Linked DNA regions of Bos taurus: region 2 is linked to region 1. A link is a contact called in public Hi-C data. All regions are on one chromosome and are shown on one strand. Each heading gives the region's core, a stretch centred on a gene start, on an enhancer-like site or on the middle of the called end of the contact. The rest is flanking DNA. Distances are from core to core; before and after follow the strand shown.

Region 1 (5,881 bases), core at 2,136-4,635:
ATTCCCTCAAGTTCATTGAAATTCTCCTTTGCCAAATGTCAGAGGCATCCCAGCCAGAAGGGCTGCTAAAAACCTTTCTGGGAAATACTCCTGTGTCTGGGAATTTATCAGAAGACTCTGGAGTGACTCACAGGATGTAGCGCGAGTTCCATCCCAGAGAATGGAACTGGTAGGGTAGACAAATGAACTCAGGTTTCTCCAGGCCCACCATCTTTTCACCCCAGGAAACCTGGTTTCACGCCCTGGTCTAGTAGGCAGAGAGGATGACAGCAGAGTGGAAGAGTCTGGGGTCAGAGGTGGCCAGAAGAACTAAGCTCACATTCGTCTTCACCTTTCAGATCCACAAAGAGCTTGAGAATACTTAGGGCTTCTCAAAGGGGTATAAAGGGGTTTCATGACAATTTCACCCAGCTCTCAAGGATCTAGGAAACCCCAGATGGCATGGAGGTTACATAATCATGCTTATTTTATGAGTAACAAGTCCCAAATATATAACCAAGATGCTTGCCTGCCTCACCACTTCCACCTCGTTTCAAGGGGAGTGGATGGCAGAAACATGGTCTTTCAGGGTAGTCTCAGGGACCAAAAGCCTTCTCTTCTCCAGACACCTTGCACCAACTGCCAGCCTGATCAATTTTTCAGACTTGTTTTTTCCTACTCAAATCAACTGGGTGTTTGTCTTGCAGACTGAGTTTCAGTCAAGACTTTGGGCTACCAGCCAACATTCAAAAAACAGATTCGGTAAAGAAAACCAGTACTTTACATCTTTAGAATGCCTCCAAAAAGTTTTGTTTTGTTTTTTTGGCCATGCCGCATGGCATGTGGAATCTTAGTTCCTGGGACAGGGATTGAACCGTGCCCCCTGCACTGAAAGCACAGAGTCTTCACAAAGTTTTCACAAAGTATTTGCATATGTATTTAATTGGAAAGCAGAGGGGAGATTCTGGGATGGCAAATTAGTTTTCTAGTTTTGCTACAGCTGTAACAAAGGACCACAAAATGGGTGAATTAAAATGACGGAAGTTTATACTCTAATAGTTCTGGAGGCCAGACATCTGAAACCAAGGTGCGGGCAGGGCCACCCTCCCTCTGAAGCTTCAAGGCGTGGGCTCTGCCTGGCCCATTTTGGCTTCTGATGGTTTCGGGCAGTTCTTGAGCTTCCTTAGTCTGTTGATGTCTCATTCCAATCTCTGCCTCTGTGTCACATGGCTGTCTTCTCCCCCTGCATATCTCTATCTTCTATGCTGGCCTCCTTCTTATAAGGACACCAGTCATACTGAATTAAGGGCCCACCTACTCTCATATGACCTCATCTTAATTAATTACATCTGCTATGACCTTTTTTTCAAAGTAAAGTCACATTCTGAAATAGAGGGCTTAGAACTTCACCATTATCTTTTTCAGGGACACAATTCAACCCATAACAGACAGAGGAAGACATCCTAAGTGATTTGGCTGGATTTTCTCAGAGGGGAGGTAGGTGTGTGTAGGGAGTGTAGGGAGACAGACCGGTGCCACATCACCTCTGTATCTGTTGGAGGAATAAGGCCAAGCACATCGTCAGACTCTTCCAAAACACTTTCCCTTCTGCTTGTCTGCCTTCGTTAAGGACTCTCACCCCTCATGCTCGTGCCATACCTTGAGGTTGACCATGAACAGGGCACTCTCATCGAGCAACCCATAAAACACACTTGGAAGGACATATTGTCATCCCTATTTTACACGTGAGAGACCAAGTTTCTGAGAGATACAACAGCCGTGGTCATCAAGCAAGACCCTGATGCTGGGAAAGATGGAGGGCAGGAAGAGAAGGGGGCAACAGAGGATGAGATGGTTAGAGAGCAGTACCGACTCAATGGACATGAGTTTGAGCAAACTCCAGGAGACAGTGAAGGACAGGGAAGCCTGGCGTGCTGCAGTCCATGGGGTCGTAAAGAGTCGGACATGACTTATTGACTGAACGCCACCACCACCAACAAGCAAATTCAAGGTGCTGAAAGCCCTGGTTTGTCTGCTTCCTGTGCTAGGTGCCAATCAAGCTGGTGCTATGCTTTGCAGGCAAGGCAGGTGGGCATAATCAATGACCAGCCCAGTGAATGCTATCTTTCATTAAGCTTTGAGAAAAGCGCCCTAGATGGGGAACCTGCACACACCATGAAATCATCAGCTTTGTTTCCCCTTCTGTTCTCTGGTAAGAGACTGGGCCTTGTGCTTTTCTGAGCTTACAGCTTCTTAGAGAGAAAGAAAACCAATTTGGAGAAAGGCGACTCCAGGTATTGACCCCGTATACACACCACCTTCTGCTATCCCCAGGTTTGGGAGGTTGGGAAGTACTGGTTTTCAAATTGCTTCAAGTCCTCCAACTTCTTAAAACATAAACTTAAGAACCCTAACTTATAAAATGGAGGGCCATTCCAGCAAACTTCAGATCTTGTCCCCCTCCCGTGCCCTCCATGAGAAAACGGCTGAAAACAACTTGAAAACACAAAAAGCAAGTAACAAAACGGCACCCATGTAACCAAAAGGCACCCATGTAAACAAAAAGCCACCCGTGTATTCACCTATTACTTATGAGGTTAAAATATTCATCAGGAATAGTCTGTGGAGATCTGACATGAAGGAATTACTGTTAAAAAATTTAAAGAGATGGTGCGGTGGCTACGTCTGTTTAACAACTCTTTGAGTACTTTGTGAAAATTTTTTCGGTTGAGGTGCTGTGATGTCTGTTTGCCATTTGTTTCAAAATGACGTGTGGCAGGGACGAAACTGGACTGGTCTGTTGAAGCTAACCACCGTGGTGGTTACACGGGCTTGGTTATATCAGAACAGGCATTATCTGTGGAGCTCAACCTAAATTCTAGGGCTACCTTTGCATGTGTTTGGAATTGTCCATCCTAAAAAGCTTTTTCGGCTAAAAAGTCTGAACTGCACCCCAGGAGCAGCGGGACTTCTGAATTTTTTACCAGGCAATTAGAAGTTGAAGCTCCAGGAGGTGACAGGAGCAGTGGGAAGGTGGAGAGGAGTGGGAGGGAGCAGGCACGCAGCCGCGTCCCGAAACCCAACCCGGGTGACCCGGACTCGCTTTCCTCTGCAGCTCGCCACTCGTCCCCCAAACTCCGCAGGGCGGCAGGCGCTCAGCCGCCCTGCCCACCGGCGCCCCAAGCTGTTTACCCGTTCTTCAGTCCAGCCGTCCGCCGGCCCGACCTCCCATACTTGACCATCTCTCTGCCTGGCCAGCCACCACGTGGCCGTGGGAACGCCGGGCTCCGGAGTCCTCCAGCAGCCGCGCCGCCTTGGCGCCCCAACCTCCCCGCGCCGCTCGCCCCGCGAAGCGCTGCGTACTCACCGGCTGCGCTCCCGACTTCGCCGCGCTCCACTTGAAACTGAAAGCAGGCGCGGAGTAGCCCGGCGGCGGGCTCTCGGAGCCGGCTGCCTCTGCTGGGAAATCACGTGGGTTCTCGGTGCCCGGGCGCGGGACGGGCGGGGCGGCACACCCGCTCCAGTGCCTCCTGCGCTCAGCCACCTGCGCGGACAGGACCCGGGGATGGCACCAAGGGAAAGCCCCTCCCGTGGATGTGAAACCGAGGCGCAGGGATGAGGATGGGCGCACCCGGGGGGCGCCGGTAGACCCCGGGCTGAGTTCCGCTTTCCCTGCCTCCCTGGAGACTAAGGAGGGGTGGGCAGGGTGGGAAGGGATGCCCGCTGGGTAGGAGGAGGAGACTTAGCCCCCAGGGGTCCAGCCTCCTGTTCCTCGTTGCTCTCCGGGATGAAGGGAGGGGAGAATCGAAACTGGTCTTACTGAGCCCTTGATCCTTTGGACGGTGCTTAAACACACTACCTACGAATTTACGAGGGAGGTCAAGGAACTTGCCCAACTCACACAAGGGTCACAGGCAGAGACGAGGGAGGAGTGGGACAAAGGGGACTGGAGGAGAGGTAAGAGGGTGCGAAGGCGTCCCCCGGAAGGGTCAGCAGCAGTCCTGAATGGCCACTGGTCACTGCCCTTTCAGGACTGACTACAACCTCCCTGGCGTTTTGCATTCCTCTGGGGACAGGCGGTCCTGTCCTCCTGCAGAGGGTACATTCCCGGGACAGGTCTGCCTGCTAGGAAGACCATCTGCCCACCTCACCCTGGCATCTCCACAGTGAAGTAGCACGTACTCCCAGATCTGTCCTCCTGCCTCTCAAGCCAGGTGTGTAGGCGTCAGGGCACTGCCAAGTAGTGGTCAGAGCACAACCATCGGGGTCTGACATCCTTGGGTTCAAGTCCTGCCCTCAACTTCCTGGCCAAATGCCTTTACTTCTCTGAGCCTGAAGTTTGCTGTCTGTAGGGTGATGATCCCTCCACGTAGAGATCTTTAAAACGTGACCTCCTACAGTTAAGGCTGATGCAGCCTGTGCCTGAAGTGAGCGAGGCATCTTTCTGCCCATCCCACAGCCCTGTGAGAAGGGAGAAGGGAAGCTGCTGCCCTTCCAGCACCAGCTCTGATGACCAGATATCATGTGATGGCAGAGATTTGGCAGTCAAGTGCTTGTGGCTGATTCCCAGGCCCACCACTTCTAGCTATGTGGCCTCAGGCAAATGCCCTGTCCTCCCCAGGCCTCAGTTTCCTCCTCTGCTAAATGGGGTATTCCCAGCTTCGCCGGGTCACTGCAGGGCATGATGGGAGATGGAAGAGAAAGTGCATGTGGGCTGTGACTGGATGCATGGATGGGGTTATGTCCCAAGATCAGGATGTGCACTTCAGTACCACTCGTGTTCACAGAACACCTCCTCCCTGCCCAGGCTGGGGAGAGTGGACGGACGCATGGACAGATAACCACAATCTGGAGAGACAAATGCAGACCATTTTCAGGTGCATTTAATTTCAAACAGCCCCTTGAGAAAGGCAGAAAAGTAATCCCGTTAAGCAGATGAGGAAGCTGAAATTCAGAGAGGTCAGTGAGTTGCTGAAAGTCACACAGCACTTAGAAGCAGAGCTGGGTCTTGGGCCTGATATCCTTTCTACCCTCGAGGTACCTGGCCGGCTGATAAGGTTATCACTGAAGGACTCTGGGAGAGCTACCTTCCCAAGTGCCCCCTACCCTCAGCCTGGCTGGTGGCCTGAGAATCCACCATCAGCACATCGTTCTTTTGGCTGAATTTTTGACTGCTCCTCTGGTATAAATTAAATGACTACCAGTCATTTACACTTGAGTATGAACAAGGTAATAACATTTTACAGATGGGAGATCAAAGGGAATCTTGTGTGTTTGAATTTGGGGGTAGGAAACACAAGACGTAACAATCAAGGGGACCAGAGGGTGGAGCCTACATTTACTGGGCAAGTACCATTTAGCTTGTGTGCCAAGTACCGTTTCCATGGAGTAAAACCAATACCTGACATTTGTGAGCACTGGTACCTACTCTAAGTACTTATGCTTGCCCCTTTAATCCTCATGGCAGCCTTTTAATCTCCATTTTTACAAGTGAGGAAACAGGGAGGTAACATGTCGAGATTACACAGCTAGCAGCGAAGAAGCTGGGGTTTGGACCCAAGCAGGGGCACTCCAGAACCCCTGCTCTTGGCCACCATGTTAGTCCCTCCAAACGAACTCAGTCCTTACCAGACCACTGTGTGGAAAGTATTATCATCATCCCATTTAACAGATGAGGGAACCGAGGCAGAGGAACTCCAAACTACTATTTCAAGATACTGGTATTTGGATGTAGATTTGAAGACCAAGCCTTCCCCCTGCATTCCCCATTGCCCAAGGCTGGTCCCACACAAGGGCCCTAACCTCTCCTGGGTCAGCAGCCCAGGTGGCAGGATGTGCGTCCACAGGACCTGGCCTTGGGCAGCCCTTGTTTCCTCCCTGGAGGAAGCAGCAGATGCCCCCA
Region 2 (5,881 bases), core at 1,306-3,805, 63 kb before region 1:
AATGGTTTGTTTGAAAATTCATTGGTTCCACACGTCTCGATATTTCAGGAAAGCCACAGTGTTCTGTGATAGACAAAAGGTTGTTGCAGAGCTTGTTGAGATCCTGTGTCTGTTAACAACATCACACTCCCTCGTCCTCTGTGTCCGTATGTATTTGAACAAGGAGAGAGGCATGAAAGGACACACCCCTGGTGTCAACATAAGGATATTGTTAACAATGATAATGTTAATAATAATGGATAATGAGCTTGTTGCAAGGGCCAGAAGGGCATTGGAAATGGGAGCCAGAACGCAAGGGAAAAGAAAAAACCTAGAAAAATGGAAAAGAACATATGGGGCAATGTAAAGTGAAACTGCAGAATGTAGCTGGCCTGTGACTTCAAACAGGAAAAAGCTGTATACACAAATGGAGAGGGCCACCAGGACAAACAACGATGCTGAGTTGAAAAGGGAAGGGGTTATTTAGGTGAGGCAGGTTTGTCTTGGGTTTCTTTATTTTACGGTAATTATTATAAGAAAATGACAGCAATGATGATGAGGGCAGGAAAAGTCTGACTGACCACTTTGCAGATGACAAAGCTGAGAACCAAGGGGTTAAAGCCATTTGTTTGCCTTAAGTCATCCAGCTGGTCGGTGGCTGAGCTAGGACTCCTGATTCTAAGCCCAGCCTCTGGTCACAGACCCATGTATTCTGGGGTGAGCTGGTATCCAGGGTGGACGGGGTCCCCTGAGGAGGAGCCTTCAGAGTGACAGGTTCCAGCCAGAGAGGCAGGCCAAGGTGGGATCCAGGGTGGGGCTCCCAGGGTGGGGTGGGGGCAGACTGGGGCTCCCAGGTGCCCTGAGTTGAGCAGACGGGAGATGAAGCCCCAGGCCTGGCACAGCCTCTCTCGGGGGGAGGGGTGAGGTGCCTGAAGCTGGGGCCACTGGGAGGCACCGAGCCTCCAGGAACTCCCCTGAGGTCGGGCTGCGGGGTCTGGCAGGAAGGGACCAGGAAGGACTCACCTGGCCTCTAACCAGGCCACCCACACCCCAGGCCACTGGGCAGGTGCCCATGCTGTGGCCCTGGGCTGTGTCCTCAGTACTTACTGGACTTCCAGGGGCCCTGGGCACTTCTCCAGAGACTTGCAGAGGTAGGAGAGGCTCAGGGGCTCCAGCTGACATTCCTTGAGGCTGAAAAGGGGCCAGCAGGAATGATGAGGTCAGGGAGGGCTCAGGGACCCTGTGCAGCCCCCAAACCTGCAGGCCACCGGCCTCTCCCCTGACATGGAACACCCCACCCCCTACATGCCCCAGGCCCCCTACTCTGACAGTCACAATCAAGGCCCCCTGAGTGCTCAGCAGCTCTGATCCAGTCCCAAGTCCTCCTGGGACTCCTGCCTACATCCAGGCTACCACTTTCACTTACCAGCTTTACTTTAACATCCCCTGGGTTCCCCCTCTTGCCTCCCTGCAAGCCTCCACCCTGCTGGCATCTTATCTGTAACAGTATAAATCTGACCACCCTCTCCTGTGCTGAAAACCCTTTGTGGCTCCCCAGTATCCTTAGGGTAAAAGTGAAACGCCTTTCCCACGTCTCCACTCACCTCCACTCTCCCCATATAAGTTTTAGCCACCCAGAAATGCTCCCCGAGAGCCAAACCTTCACTCCCCGCCACCGCCTCCTCCCCACGAGGTGTTTATACTCTGCCTGCTTCCTGCCCCTCCCTGCTCCCTGATAACCCTGTTCAGGCACCAGCTATGAGCTACGGTGTCTCTCTTCTTAGGTGAGGAAATCAACCCCAGAGACAGGAGGGGCCCAACCAGGGTCTCACAGCCCCTCACGGTAGGGCTGGGAAGTCTTCCGAGAAAATAACATGGACTCCTCCACAAGGGGAATGTTGGATCCCGCAGCCCCATCAGCAGCCCTCCCAGACTCTCCACTCCCTCACCCTTCACCCCATTGTGGTTACCCCCAAACAAGAGGCGGTAAGACGGTACCAGAAGCTCCTGGGGACGTGGCGCTGACCAGATCCCAACCGGGCTCCAGCTCGGAACTCTGGCAAAGATCCAGCAGCCAACAGATCCCTGCAAGCGGGGAAACCATCTTGAGAGGAAAATTCCAAGCATCCATACTGGAAGACTCGACTCATTAGGGCTGGTAGGAGCCCTTGTCACAGTCAAGCCCCTCCCTGGACGGATGGGGCAACTGAGGCCCAGGGAAGGGAAGTCAGAGCGAGGATGCCCACAGCTTATACCTGTCCACGTGGGCAGCACCTGACCAGGTTGAGGGGTGCGAGGACAAGAGCCCTCCTCTTTCTGACCATCACTGTGGGCAGCATTCACATGACTTCCCCTCTCTGTGCCTTGATCCTTCTGGTTTCAAGAACCCAGAGAGTCCCTAGAAATGGAGACCCTAGCTCTGCAAGCAAGACCACCCTGGCTTCAGGCAGCCCACTTACTACCGTAAGGCTTTTCTCTAAGGCATTGTCTGGAAATGCACTCTGCCCAGCTGGCCCCACATGAGGCGCCCTTGTACCGGCCAAGGTGAGGCCAGGTGGCCTGCCTCCACTAGGGGGCAGCCCGGAGCCCTGGCACAGGAGGAACTTGTTTACCGCAAAGGCATGGAAACTTTTTCAGAGCACCAACGGTTCTTGGTTTCTCAAATGTGATACTCAGCGTGTGGAAGGGCAGTGATTCACAGGAAGGGAGGAGTCTGCTGCCGCTGCTGCTGCTAAGTCACTTCAGTCGTGTCCGACTCTGTGTGACCCCATAGACAGCAGGCAGCCCACCGTTCTACAAAGGTCTCCGGAGGCAGAGACAGGGCTGCTCCCCGCCACCCTCCAACACAGCCGCTATCTGCTGGCACCTGTCTTGTGGTAGCATCATCCGTCGGCTCCGCCCTCCCTCCCACGTGCAGGCCTTCTGAGAAAAGATTTAAGGCAGCTCATTACTGCATGTTAATATGGGGAAGAGGGTTACAGAAGTGATCCATTCCAGCCTGTCAGATATGGGTGGGTTACTCTATAGCTAACAGCCGTCAGTATGGGCCTGGGGGTGGGGGCACCTATAGGAAGTGGGGACCAGAGAGAGAGGGGACCATACCCTGTCCACACCTCAGAGCTTCCCCTCCTTACCTGCCTCTTTTGTCGCCTCTCAGGATGACGTGTTGGCTTGCAGAGCTGTAGACAGAGAGAAAGCAGTAGCGTAAGAAAGGGCCAAGGGCTCCCTACCCGGGCAGCGGCAAGGCAAGAGACCAGACATGCTGGGTTAATTAATGGTGGCCTGTTTTCTCAGCAAACGGGACAATAAACATACTACATACAAAGCACGCCACTGACAGGTCTTTGATGCTCACGATAAAATTGTCCACGTCACAGACGAGGAAACTGAGGTATAGAGAGACCTAGTGATCTGCTCAAAGCAACCCAGCCAGTGAGCAGTGAGCCTGGACTTTTGAACCTGGTCTTTCTGCTACTGCTCCACCTACTCTGGGAAGGGGGAGGGGAGGAACGGGCAGATTTTACCTGAAACCAGGGAAGATCTGCTTTGCCTGGCCCAGGGCTGCTTAGCTGGGTGCCTTCCCCTTTTTTTTTTTTTTAAACTTTAAGTTTTGTATTGGGCCATAGCCAATTAACAATGTTGTGATAGCTTCAGGTGAACAAGGAAGGGACTCAGGCATACGTATACATATATCCATTTTCCTCCAAACATCCCCCCCATCCAGGCTGCCGCACAACATTGAGCAGAGTTCCCTGTGCTATCAGTAGGGCCTTGCTGGTTATACATTTTAAATATAGAAGAGTGTATCAGTCCATCCCAAACTCCCTAACTATCCCTTCCCCCTATCCTTCCCACCGGCAACCATAAGTTTGTTCTCTGTGAGTCTGTTTCTGCTGTGTAGGTTCATTTGTATCATTTCTCTTTAGATTCCACATATAAGGGATGTCATACAATATTTCTCCTCTTTGCCTGATTTACTTCACTCAGTGTGACAGTCTCTAGATCCATCCATGTTGCTGCCAGTGGCATAATTTCATTCTTTTTAATGGTGCCTTCCCTTCTACACTCTTATCAGCTCCAGAGACCCCACCACTGGGGCGGGTCCCTGAAAATTCAATGGCTACCGGAGAGCGCTCAGTTTCCTTAGAAGTCTCCCAGGGCAATCCAGAGAGTAAGTATGGGACAGTATACGGATTGTGTCCCATGGTGCATTTCGAGAAATTTGAGCATTCTGGAGCTATATTTTATCATTCATCTATTCAATCATTCCACAGACACACACCAGTTGTTCACTGGGCCTGGTATCACACCAGAGCCCTGAGGATGCTGTGTCATGAGTGGGACAGACGAGGGACAGGACAGGGTCCCAGGGGCACTCTCACCTGAATTCCAAATGTAGAAGCCACCGCAGAGTAGAGAAGCACTGGGTCAAACTGCACACACCCTCCAGGGACAAATGGTTCTCACTGAGGCTGGAGAATCAGAGGGATGTTGTGGACGAGGTCACTCAGGACTCAATAACACCCTCTTTGTGGTTAGAGCACAAGGTTGGGGAGGGCTGTCCCTCTCTGTACCAGACAATGGAACACTCTGAACCCCAGAGTTACTCAGAGTGTCTCTGCTAACTTCTTATTGTACAGATGGGGAAACTGAGGCCCAGAGAGCAGCAAGGTCTGGCCCAAGATTAAGAGACAAGTTGGTGACAGAGCTGAGATTAGAACTCAGTGGTTCCGTCTATCTATAATGAATCTGGGGTGACTTGTGCCTCGGTTTCCCCATTTGATCCAGGAGGGGCAGTGCCCAGTGCTAAGTGAAGATGTGAGGCCCCTTGGTGAAAAAGCAGAACAGAGCTTTTCCTCTTTCATGGCCTGTCAAGCCATCCTAGTGGTTTAATATTTGCCACTTAACGTAGCACTCCTCAGGCCCTGGGAGACTGGCAGGTGGTGCAGACCCTCACAGGCTGGAAGCCATACCAGCAGCCATTCCCAGTATTGACAAGGTCACAGGAGGATATTCTGGAAGGCTCCTTGATAGCTCAGCTGGTAAAGAATCCGCCTGCAATGCAGGAGACCCCGTTTTGATTCCTGGGTCAGGATCTTTTCAGGAGGGAAAAGATCCCAGGAGAAGGGATAGGCTACCCACTCCACTATTCCTGGGCTTCCCCTGTGGCTCAGCTGGTAAAGAATCCTCCTGCAATGCGGGAGACCTGGGTTTGATCCCTGGGTTGGGAAGATCTCCTGGAGAAGGAAAGGCTACCCACTCCAGTATTCTGGCCTAGAAAAATCCATGAACTGTATAGTCCATGGGGTCATAACAAGACACGACTGAGCAATTTTCACTTCACTTCATATCTGCATAACATTTGCCTCCATCAGTGAGGCTTTCCTCCCCACCCTCTGGAGGTTGTGAACAGGAACAGAAGCAACCTCTGCTTGTCCCAGCCTCCCAGAGAAAGGCGGGTGGAGTGGGCAGTGCTCTCAAGCCACAGCACGGGTTATAGTCCAAGCCACAGCCACCCGCTTCTGTGTTTCCGTGTGAACTGACTAGAACCAGGAGCTCAGAGAGGTGATGTAATTTGTCCAGGGACACTGGGAACCTAGGACCTATAACCAGGTTTCTGTGGCCAGGAAGGCTCTCCTTGAAGAGCCAGGGAGGAGGAGGAGCGGGGGGCGTGTGAGCCTGGAACACTTGGACCTTTAAGGGCCTAGAAACTCTGGTTGGCTGCAGGCAAAGTCTGGGGGTTCCCGGCCTCCTTCCAGGGCCCCTTCCCGTAGTGAACTTCTTCCCTCTCTTGGCAGGTGCTCAGGGCTCTCAAGTCTCCAGTCACACTGCTTTGGATGTCTTCTTTAGTTCAAACCGTCCCTGCCAACCCGGCCAGGGCCCCATCAAACAGCCCCTTCCC

What was found. Hi-C and Micro-C count contacts between places; a contact is called where the count stands out from the background.
Region 2: a contact with region 1 is called in a Hi-C map of liver, with 3 times the contacts expected there. The contact joins the enhancer-like site here to the promoter of NLRC5 in region 1. A contact is called at or near these places in 4 of 11 Hi-C or Micro-C datasets (blastocyst, blood, liver and 1 more).

What each region holds. Positions count from the first base shown.
Region 1 is chr18:25,007,397-25,013,277 of ARS-UCD2.0, reverse strand. It overlaps NLRC5 (NLR family CARD domain containing 5), which reads right to left and starts at 3,385. Exons shown (of 49, transcript XM_059877430.1): 1 at 3,347-3,385.
Region 2 is chr18:25,069,260-25,075,140 of ARS-UCD2.0, reverse strand. NLRC5 (NLR family CARD domain containing 5) reads right to left here. Exons shown (of 49, transcript XM_059877430.1): 21 at 4,362-4,451; 22 at 3,114-3,158; 23 at 1,978-2,064; 24 at 1,087-1,170. Among named protein-coding and RNA genes, the nearest start is that of MIR2285N-3, 6.2 kb to the right of the region's middle. Within about 2 kb of position 2,555, at least 31 of the 102 cell types and tissues checked have an H3K27ac peak or open chromatin away from gene starts, as enhancers often do. A contact at or near this core is called in liver and skeletal muscle, where this site is marked.